Linked DNA regions of Mus musculus: region 1 is linked to region 2. A link is a contact called in public Hi-C data. All regions are on one chromosome and are shown on one strand. The core of a region is the stretch at or near the end of the contact, and the rest is flanking DNA. Distances in the headings are between cores, read along the strand shown.

What was found. A called contact is a pair of places that touch in the nucleus more often than the background predicts.
Region 1: a Hi-C map of embryonic stem cells shows a contact between it and region 2, with 3 times the contacts expected there. The contact joins two enhancer-like sites. A contact is called at or near these places in 4 of 39 promoter capture datasets (embryonic stem cells, liver and maxillary cranial neural crest), 7 of 484 Hi-C or Micro-C datasets (the G1E-ER4 cell line, brown adipocytes and embryonic stem cells), 7 of 115 datasets of contacts at active chromatin or transcription factors (embryonic stem cells, epiblast stem cells, stem cell-derived neural progenitor cells and 1 more) and 3 of 9 other capture datasets (adipose tissue, liver and pancreatic islet).

What each region holds. Positions count from the first base shown.
Region 1 is chr14:34,605,355-34,610,092 of GRCm38.p6, reverse strand. No RefSeq gene overlaps it. Among named protein-coding and RNA genes, the nearest start is that of Opn4, 7.6 kb to the right of the region's middle. Within about 2 kb of position 2,227, at least 20 of the 459 cell types and tissues checked have an H3K27ac peak or open chromatin away from gene starts, as enhancers often do. A contact at or near this core is called in embryonic stem cells, where this site is marked.
Region 2 is chr14:34,711,069-34,716,100 of GRCm38.p6, reverse strand. The region is part of intron 4 of Wapl (WAPL cohesin release factor); the gene reads right to left. Among named protein-coding and RNA genes, the nearest start is that of 5830448L01Rik, 39 kb to the right of the region's middle. Within about 2 kb of position 3,015, at least 18 of the 459 cell types and tissues checked have an H3K27ac peak or open chromatin away from gene starts, as enhancers often do. A contact at or near this core is called in embryonic stem cells, where this site is marked.

The DNA.
Region 1 (4,738 bases), core at 978-3,477, 110 kb after region 2:
TGGCAAATGCCAGCGCTGTTTGCTTTTCCCACCCTTTAGTGAGCAATGCTTTCGGTGGCCCTCAGTGCCACACCAGCCTTGCACCTCCACTGAAGGGTCAGCTGGGTCCCCATTTCCACCTACAATAAGCTCAGCCTCTGAAAACTTAGTTCCTCAAGAGCTTCAGGGTACTGACCAGGGAAATGGGATTTCTCAAGACTGTCCTTGCGGCTTAAGAAGTGAGGTGATTTGTTTTGAAGTTTTGTTTAAGATCTTAGGAATCAAAAGCTGAATGTCTCATATGCTAAGCCAAGTATGCTATCATTGAGCTACACCTCCAGACTTAAGAGTGAGATGTCTAAAATACCTACTGAATGATTCCACAGGAGACGCCAGGGTTATTAGTGCCTGCATGCCATCTGAGAACAACTGCTAGCTTGAACTTTCAAATAGAGGAATCAGATAAACACAGCTCCAACGCCCTCGAGCAAACCTCAATAGACAAGGAATTGGTTTTCTTTTAATGTCCTCCTTTGGACAATAGGTCCATTTTTCTGGCTTTTGCTTGACAGGGTTTCTCTGTGTAGCCCTGGCTGTCCTGGAACTCATTTTGTAGGCCAGGCTGGTCTCGAACTCAGAGATCCACTTATCTCTGCTTTACAGGTGTGGCCACCACTTCTTGGGGAATAGACTTATTCTTTATGTTAAGGGGTGCCCTGGGACAAATGAGCTCATCTATTACATCTGTATGTTCTGAAACTAGAAAAACACCTGGATGAGTTCTGGCTGTGAGCCTCTTGGCAGCCTTGCTTAAAGCTTTGGTTATCACTCGATGCTATTCATTGTAGTTCATTGTAGTGGTATGTTATGCTGTGGATTTGACTTAATCTTGTTTTTCAAGGATCTATTGTAGTTGAAGGTTTGGTCTTTAGGGTGGCTCACTTGGAAGCCACTTTAGGAAAGGGCTGATGGAAAATCCTTAGGTCACTGAGGAGCTAGGACTGTGGCACCCCAGTATCTCTGTCTTCTTGTTCGGTAGTGTAAGCCCTCCCATGAATGCGAGCCTCCATTCTGATAACACAGCCAGGAGCTGCTTTGACAAGACTAATGCAGGCCCTTGATCTTCCCCCAAACCTTTGCTTTTTATAAAATGATCTCCCTCAGGTGTCCCACTTAGTAATGCAAAGGCTGGCTGGTACAGTCTGGCTGGTGGACCAAGTCAGTGGTCTACATATCAAAGAATTGTAATTTTCCTTTTTAAGAGACAGGTCTCCATTAGCTCAGGCAAGCCTTGAATTTCATACTGAGTCTAGGATGACCTGGAACTTACTGTTATTCTGCACTTGGGATTACAGGCATATGCCATCATACTGTGTGTGTGTGTGTGTGTGTGTGTGTGTGATGCTATAGATTGAACCTAGGGTTAGGTATGCACTCCACCAATTCAGATACTTCGCTAGTCATAAGGAATTGGTTTTTATTTCAGAGGAACACTCATGGGAAGAAAAGCACCTATGTAGGCTTCTAGACAGTTGGAGCTGAATGGATGATGGGTTTGGACCAAACCCAAGCAAGTTTGACCTCCTTTGATGCTTTGGGAGGCTATACAGCACCTTAGTGATATTCCTCCCAGAATGCTGGTACCGCTAAGCCTCGCAGCTACTTCTTTGGGGGTTTAGCTGACAACAAGAAAAATCCCTTTCCACAAATTCCAAACCCAGATTTGGCGTTCTAAGCCCTTGCGTACAAACAGGGCAATTGCCAGCGGAAGAGAGTGAAGGCTTGGGAGCTGTTCCAGGAGGTGGGACTATAAGGCAGGGGCAATGGGCAGGGAACAGTTTTCACAGAAACGTTTCATTTCTAAAGGATGTGTTTATGTCTTAGATCATGAAAACAAATTCTACAAAATCAATCAGGAGTTCACTCCCTACCCCCACCCACCCCTCAGGGAGGTGACTCATCCCTGCCCCTGCTGGGGATACAAAGTCCCCAGCAGTATCTGTGGGATAAGGGTCAGCTGAGTGACTGTTCTTTTGATGTGAAATCCCAGGACCTAGGAGAGAAAGTGTGCAGTCTTTGCTAGCAGAACCGTGATGCCTGAAGCCTTTCTAATAATCAGAGAAAAGCAAAGGTTCCTAGCGGGAACCACAGACTTGCAACGTGGGAAGTGCAGAGGGCAGGATGGGTTGGGCTGTGAGCTTCGCATTCTGAAGCCTGATTTCAGGGCCTAACCCTGGTCTCCATCCCTTCCCTCTCTCCAGGGAGGGGCAGCCACAGGCATTAGCGGTTCCACTGTATTTAGTGGTTGTCCTCCGTCCAGTGCCATGCCCTGCCTTTCACACCCTGTCCCTGAAGAGAGGCACAGTACCAAGTTCAGATCGCCATCAGTCTCTGCATCGGGGACTGCAAGACACTGCATCTCGTTGGTCTCAGGGTGGCCAGACCCTCACAAAGATTCCCCGCCCACGCAGGTTGCTTTTCGCCTCTTCCAGCTGCATGCCAGGATGTGTGGGAAGGCAGGTAGTAAGGCAGACGCCAGGGCTCAGGCGTGCAGACAGCCTCTGAGGACCAGGCGAGTCCAGGCATCTCCCCAGCAGGCAGGGGAAGCTGATCTGAGGACCCCCAGGCAATGGGTGGAGATCTCAGGGGAAGCCTCAGCCGAGCCAGCCACCTTTTACCCCTCTACTCCTGACACCCTTTATTTTTGGCTGCAAGGCTCAGAACCGTGTCAGCGGCCTCCTTGAAGCCCTAAGGGATGAATGCGGACCTTTTCGGGGATGTTTTATCTTGTTTTCATTTTTGTCTTTTCGAAACCAGATCTAAGTAGCCCAGCTGGCTTCTCGGGTCCAGATCCTCCTGCCTCAGCGTCGGAGTGTTGGGTGTATAGATGTACACCACCGCACACAGCTCCAGAGCTTTAGTGTTGTCGTTGGTTTTGTTTGTTTTTTTTTTAGAGACAGCTTTTCCTGAAGCCCATGCGACAAACTCAGTATAGCCTAGGCCTTAGCTTCTGATCGCATTGCCGGATCACAAGCTCCTCCCACCATGCCCCACTTCCAGAATATATATGTGTATGTGTTTATGTATACATATATATACATATATGTGTGTGTGTGTTGTGTGTGTATATGTGTGTGTGTATATATATATATATATATACACATATATATACACACAATATATATATATATATATATATATATTTATAAGCATGGGTGTGTGTGTGTGTGTGTGTGTGTGTGTGTGTGTGTGTGTATAGGTGGGTTTTGTTTTTTGTTTTTTTGAGACAGGGTTTTTCTGTGTAGCCCTGGCTGTTCTGGAACTCACTTTCCAAACCAGGCTGACCTCGAACTCAGAACTCCACCTGCCTCTGCCTCCCAAGTGCTGGGATTAAAGGCGTGTGCCACCACCGCCCGGCTTTCCTTCATATATTATTTGTGTATGTGTGTGTTTATATACGATGTGCCTGTGTAAGTGTGGGTGCACCTGTGTCATGGTGCACATGTAGAGGTCGGATGACAAATCTAAGGACTCACTTCCCACCTTCCCTCTGACTTCTAGGGATCAAACTCTGGTCGTCAGACTTGTACTGCAAACGTTTTTAACCCACATTCTTGCCTAGCCCTAGGAATGTTGTCTGATCCATAAAATAAAGAGCATAAGATAACAAAGGGAACCAAAAGCACTGAAATATTAATATTACCAAATGACAAATGGTGGGATTGTGACACCCACCATTTGCCATCTTGATAATATTATTGATGATTGACATGCTTCAATGGTCTGACCACAGGTCTCAGTGAAAGTGTAATTTAGGGCAGTGACAACTACAGCCCCCCCCCCCTTCTGAGATGTCCACTCATTGCACTGTCACAGTGACCTGCAGTACCACGGTGTGGGTCTGTCATCCCAGTGCTACAGTGTGGGATTTTCCCAAGCTTATCACAGAGAAAAACCCACATCTTGACTAGTGGGAAGAATGATGCTAGTTTCTTATTCTTTCTTTCTTTGTTTCTTTCCTTTTCCCCCCATCCAAGTTCATGGTTCAACCCACACACCTCAGGCTGAGGACCTGGCTCTTCTGTCTGACCCCTTCCCCCCAACATGTGCTCATCATTGTTCTGTCCTCCAGACTCCTCTCCTAGTCGCTTCTGCTCTTGACATACCAGTGTCTGGTCCCTGTCCCTACTCATTGTCCCCGTTTGTCAGAGACTCAGATACACCTGGCAGCAGCCTGAATCTAGGCTTTAGGCCTGAGCAGCTGCAGACCAAAGAAGATGGAAGTCTACTCTCAACCCTAGCCATATCAAGGGCAGAGACAGAGCTGTGTGCCGGGACACCCGCAGTTTGTGAAAGAGTGTCTTGGCTAGGGTTTTACTGCTGTGAACAGACACCGTGACCAAGGCAACTCTTATAAGGACAATATTTATTTGGGTCTGGCTTACAGGTTCAGAGGTTCAGTCCATTATTAAGGCAGGAGCATGCCAGTGTCCAGGCAGGCATGGAGCAGGAGGATCTGAGAGTTCTACATCTTCATCTGAAGGCTGCTAGGAGAAGACCGTCTTCCAGGCAGCCTGGACAAGGCTTTGAGACCCTTTGAAGCTCACACCCACTGTGACACACCTACTCCAACAGGGCCACAGCTCCTAATAGTGCCACTTTTGGGCCAAGCGTATTCAAACCACCACAGAGGGAGTGATGAGACTCTCCAGCAAGTGGTGGGTGGTGGGTGCCCGGGGCTGGCATAGAGTGGCAGATA
Region 2 (5,032 bases), core at 1,766-4,265:
AGTGCACAAATATATATATATATATACAGGCAAAATACTCATACACATAAATTACTAAAGTAAAAGCACACTCTACAGTCACATGCTTACACAATTACCATTCTGAAGAATTATATGCGCCAAATTCAAACAGCCAGGCAGTAGTGGCTATCACCTTTAATCCCAGCACTTGGAAGGCAAAGGCAGAAAGAGCTCTACAAGTCTTAGGCTACCCAGTGAACAAGAAAAGCAAAAATTACACAACAAAATAAAAAAAGTAAATTTTACTACTTTTTGTTGTTGTTGGTTTTTTGTTGTTGTTTTTTGTTTGTTTGTTTGTTTGTTGTTGTTGTTGTTGTTGTTTTCCCGAGACAGGGTTTCTCTGTATAGCCTTGGCTGTCCTGGAACTCACTTTGTAGACCAGGCAGTCCTCGAACTCAGAAATCTGCCTGCCTCTGCCTCCCGAGTGCTGGGATTAAAGGCGTGGGCCACCAATGCCTGGCTAAAATTTTACAGAAAGAAAGAAAGAAAGAAAGAGGGGGGGGGAGGAAGAAAGCAAGAAAGAGGGAGAGAGGGGAAGGAAGGAAGGAGGGAGGGAGGGAGGGAAAGGAAAGAAAAGAAAAGAAAGAAAGGAAGAAAGAAAGAAAGAAAGAAAGAAAGAAGAGGAAGAAAGAAAGAAAGAAAGAAAGAAAGAAAGAAAGAAAGAAAGAAAGAAAGAGCAAAAGAAAGAAAAGAAAGAAGAGAAAAGAAAAGAGAAGAAAGCAAGAGAGGAAGGAAGGAAGGAAGGAAGGGAGGGAGGGAGGGAAGGAGGGAGGGAGGGAAAGGTAAGAAAGGAAAGGAAGAAAGAAAAGAAAGAAAAGAAAGAAAGAAAGAAAGAAGAGAATAGAAAGCAAGAGAGAGTGTGTGTGTGTGTGCGCGCGCGCGTGCGTGTGTGCATGTGCGTGTGCGTTCCCTACAAGTGGTAGGAAATTGGGTGGAACAGGTCTTAAATGAATTGATCTTTAACTAAATTTACCTTTTTTATAGTTTTTACTTTAGGAAAAATGTTAATGTTATTTATATCATTCACTAAGAATGGAAACAAAGGGAAAAATTAAAATTTAAAGCAAAGAAGAACCAAGAAACCTACTTATATTCCAAATAAATCAAGGACAGACTAACTGATCAAAAGGCAGACAGACAGAACTAATCCCAAGTAATTTGTGTACAGTTTGACTTTACACCATTGATCTTAGTGGGGAAAAGGCAAGTGTATGTCTGTAAACAAATTGTGAATAACGTGAGTATATGTGCAGTGTGTGTGCCTGTGTGTGCATGTTTATAGAGACCACAAATCAATGTTATGTGTTCTCTATAGCTCCATCTTACAGGAGACAAGGTCTTTTACTGAACCGGGAGCTCAACAATTGACTAGATTGGCTGTCAACTGAATTCCTGGGATGTACCCAAATTCTAACTCCACAGTGCTAGGGGGTTATAGGCACTACCATGCATGCCTCTCCCATCCCAGATGATGGGGATTCAAAGTCTAATCCTTATAGTTGCCCAGAAAGTGCTTACCTACTGGGCAGTGGTGGTGCACGCCTTTAATCCCAGGACTTGGGAGGCAGAGGCAGGAGGATTTCTGATTTCAGGCCAGCCTGATCTACAGAGTGAGTTTCAGGACACCCAGGACTACACAGAGAAACCCTGTCTCAAAAAACAAAAAAAGAAAAGAAAAGAAGAAAGGAAGGAAAGGAGGGAGGGGAGGGGAGGGGAGGGGAGGGGAGGGGAGGGGAGAAGAGGGGAGGGGAGAAATAAGTGCTTACCCATTGAGCCATCTCCTCAGCCCCAAATCCTGAATACTTTAATGACTTTACTACAGTGAAATAAGCAAATACTTTTTTAGAAATATTACAAGTTTGAGTAAACGTATACTAATGCTCACCGTCAATAAAAAGGATGAAAAAATTGTGGAAATGGGTTGAAGCTGAAGATATCTCTATGATCAAGACATGTGCATGTATTTGAATCTACATGAGTATGCATTTCATATGTGACTATATATGCATGTTCCCTATCTCTGTTAAAAGGGCCAAAATTAATGAAAGCATACCTAGTGCATAAAACCTGATCCCTAAGGACTCTCCAACCAATTCCCAGAAATGGACCTTAGCAGATAGTATAAAATGAACCTATGTTATTCAGAAAGAGAGGAATTTCTCCAGAATGAGAGTCCTGTCATGAAGACCAAACATGCCTGTTGCCAGAGAGACCAGAAGGCAGCCATGGAATTGGAGTTACCAGTGGCTGGAGCTTCCATGTAGATACTAAAAATCAAATCCAGGTACTCAAAAAAGCAGCCAGTACTCTCAATTGCTGAACAATCACTCCAGGTCCTATTTTTAATTTTAAAAGCACCTGAACTGGGGTTGGAGAGATACTTCAGCAGTTAACAGCACTGGATGCTCTTTCAGAGAACTTGTATTCCATTCCCAGCACACACACACACACACACACACACACACACACACACACACGAGGGCTCACAGGTACCTGTACCTCCAGTGCTAGAGAATCTAACCTCTGTGAGCACCGAGCATGCACAAAATGGCTTTACACGCATGCAAAAACATTCACACACCTCAAAGACAAAAGAACACTGAACTAATGAAAACTAAAAGTAGTAATACTTCAGTAGTATTTTAAATAAGACAATGAAGAAAAGGATTATATAGAAAAAATATTTTAACTTTCCTAAGTATTTTACCTCATTACTTGCACACATCAGGAATTTAGAATGCCTAGTTTAGTGTTCAAATATTATTCCTATAAGAGAAAGATAATGCTAAAACTATTTAAAATTCCAGTTTGGAGAAACATTGTAGTGAGCTTTAAAGACTTTTTTTTTAAATTTCTTCTGGTATGCCTGATCAGCTTGCACACAGAGCAGCATACATTACCTAAAGACAAAGGAAGAAAGCCAACTGAACTGACTTTCTTCCATAGCCAGAGTAGAACCCATCCCCCAACTCTTAATAAAACTACTCTGGATCAAATACAGCCAGCCAGCCATGACTTTGCAGTTTTACACTCCTCAACCTCATCACCATGCCGGTTCCGGTCTTCCTTTTATTCAGGCTTCACGTGCATTAACATCACAGGTGTCTAGTTTTTAGAAATCACCACCACCTAGATGTCTGGATCCAAAAATGGGAGGTAAATCCTCAAATAGAAAAGCAACACTCACTAAATAAATACACTGGACAAAAACAAGCTGTTTTGGGAGAGTGAATTCTAACTGCTAAAACAAGCACTGTGTGGAAGAACATTTGTTCTTGGGTGAGATGTGGGAGTACTTGTCCTTTAAAGTCTCTTCAGTTACGAGATTCTGTTTTTAAATTAACAACCTATATAAACTAATTCAGAAAACAAAAAAGAATTTATAAATCTATACAACTTTAAAATTACAAGCTCATACAATTACAATCTTATACTAGAAAGCCATATGTACTCTTGACTTATAAAGAGAACATTATTTTAATCCAACTGCCTAGAAGCTACTATGAAGTGTCATATTGAATGACAGAAGGAAAGAAAAAAATTAAGTCCAAAATGTTCCTTAGAAAGTCAGACAAAAGATAGGGCCAGATGGGCCCAGTTTTAAACTACAAAGGAACACTGAAAAGTAGTGGTAGAAATATTTCAAAATTGAAACCACAACTAATCTTACATTAGTTTCTTCAAAGACCCAGAAGCAATCTTAATTGCAAATCAAGGTAGCCAACATTCCAAGAAAAATGCAACCTTCCAAGCATTGAAGGTAAGTTTGGCTAATTATTATAAAAACACTGCCTTAGCAACAGACAGGGGTAAGGAGGAGTTGAGTGTAAAGTAGGCAGAGCAAGCAGTTCTCTCTGATTCAGCACAGGCACGACAGCTGCAAAAAGTGGGAAGCAGAGAAATTGGTATCCAGAAATCAGAAACAGGTTGTCATTTCACCAGAATTTACACCACAATTTCCAAATATCAATTCCTTTTTTTTTTGTTTGTTTGGTTGGTTTTTTTTTGTTGTTGTTTTCGAGACACGGTTTCTCTCTGTGTGTAGCCCTGGCTGTTCTGGAACTCACTCTGTAGACCAGGCTGGCCTCAAACTCAGAAATCCGCCTGCCTCTGCCTCCCAAGTGCGGGAGGCATGCTCCACCACTGCCCAGCTCAAATGATCAATTCTTAAAACTTAACCAAGGTTACTTAAATTCAGTTATGTTCAAGTCTAATTCCTAAAAATCCCTTTATTTTCCTAACTAGCAAATGACTTTCTAAAAAGTCTTTATTTTTTTTGTTTTTTTTTTTAAAAACATGTATATTGAATATCTTGCATTCATGTATTTATATGCACCACATGCATGCCTGGAGCCTGCAGAGGTCAAAGAGGGTATCAGATCGCTAGAATTAATGAACTAAGAACCCATGTGGATGCTGGGAATCAAACCTGGGTCCTCTAGAAGAACAATAATGCTTTTAAGCACTGAGTCCAGCAAATGACTTTTTAAAGCCATTATTTAAACTGTTTTTTTCACGCTGCTCATTTTCTGAAGCATATAGCCTCCCAGGCAGCTCTCAATCCTGCTATAAACAACTCCTGCCTATGTTCCTGGTGAGCTTAGAAACTGTATTGAAGACATGTTTATTAAAAGTTATGTGGGAGCCGGGCGTAGTAGTGCACGCCTTTAATAACTTGGGAGGCAGAGGCAGGCGGATTTCTGAGTTTGAGGCCAGCCTGGTCTACAAAGTGAGTTCCAAGACAGCCAGAGCTATACAGAGAAACCCTGTCTCAAAAAACCAAAAAAAAAAAAAAAAAAAAAAGTTATGTGGGGCTGGCCAGCATCTGAAAGCACTTCAAGAGGACCTAGTTTGATTCCCACTAACCACACGGTGAGTGGGTTAGAGCCATCTTTAACTCAATTCAAGGGAATCTGACAAACTCTTCTAACCTCTTTAGGCAATTAGGCATACAAGTGGATGTATATACATACTGGCAAGTAAAAAACTCATGCATAAATATTTTAAAACT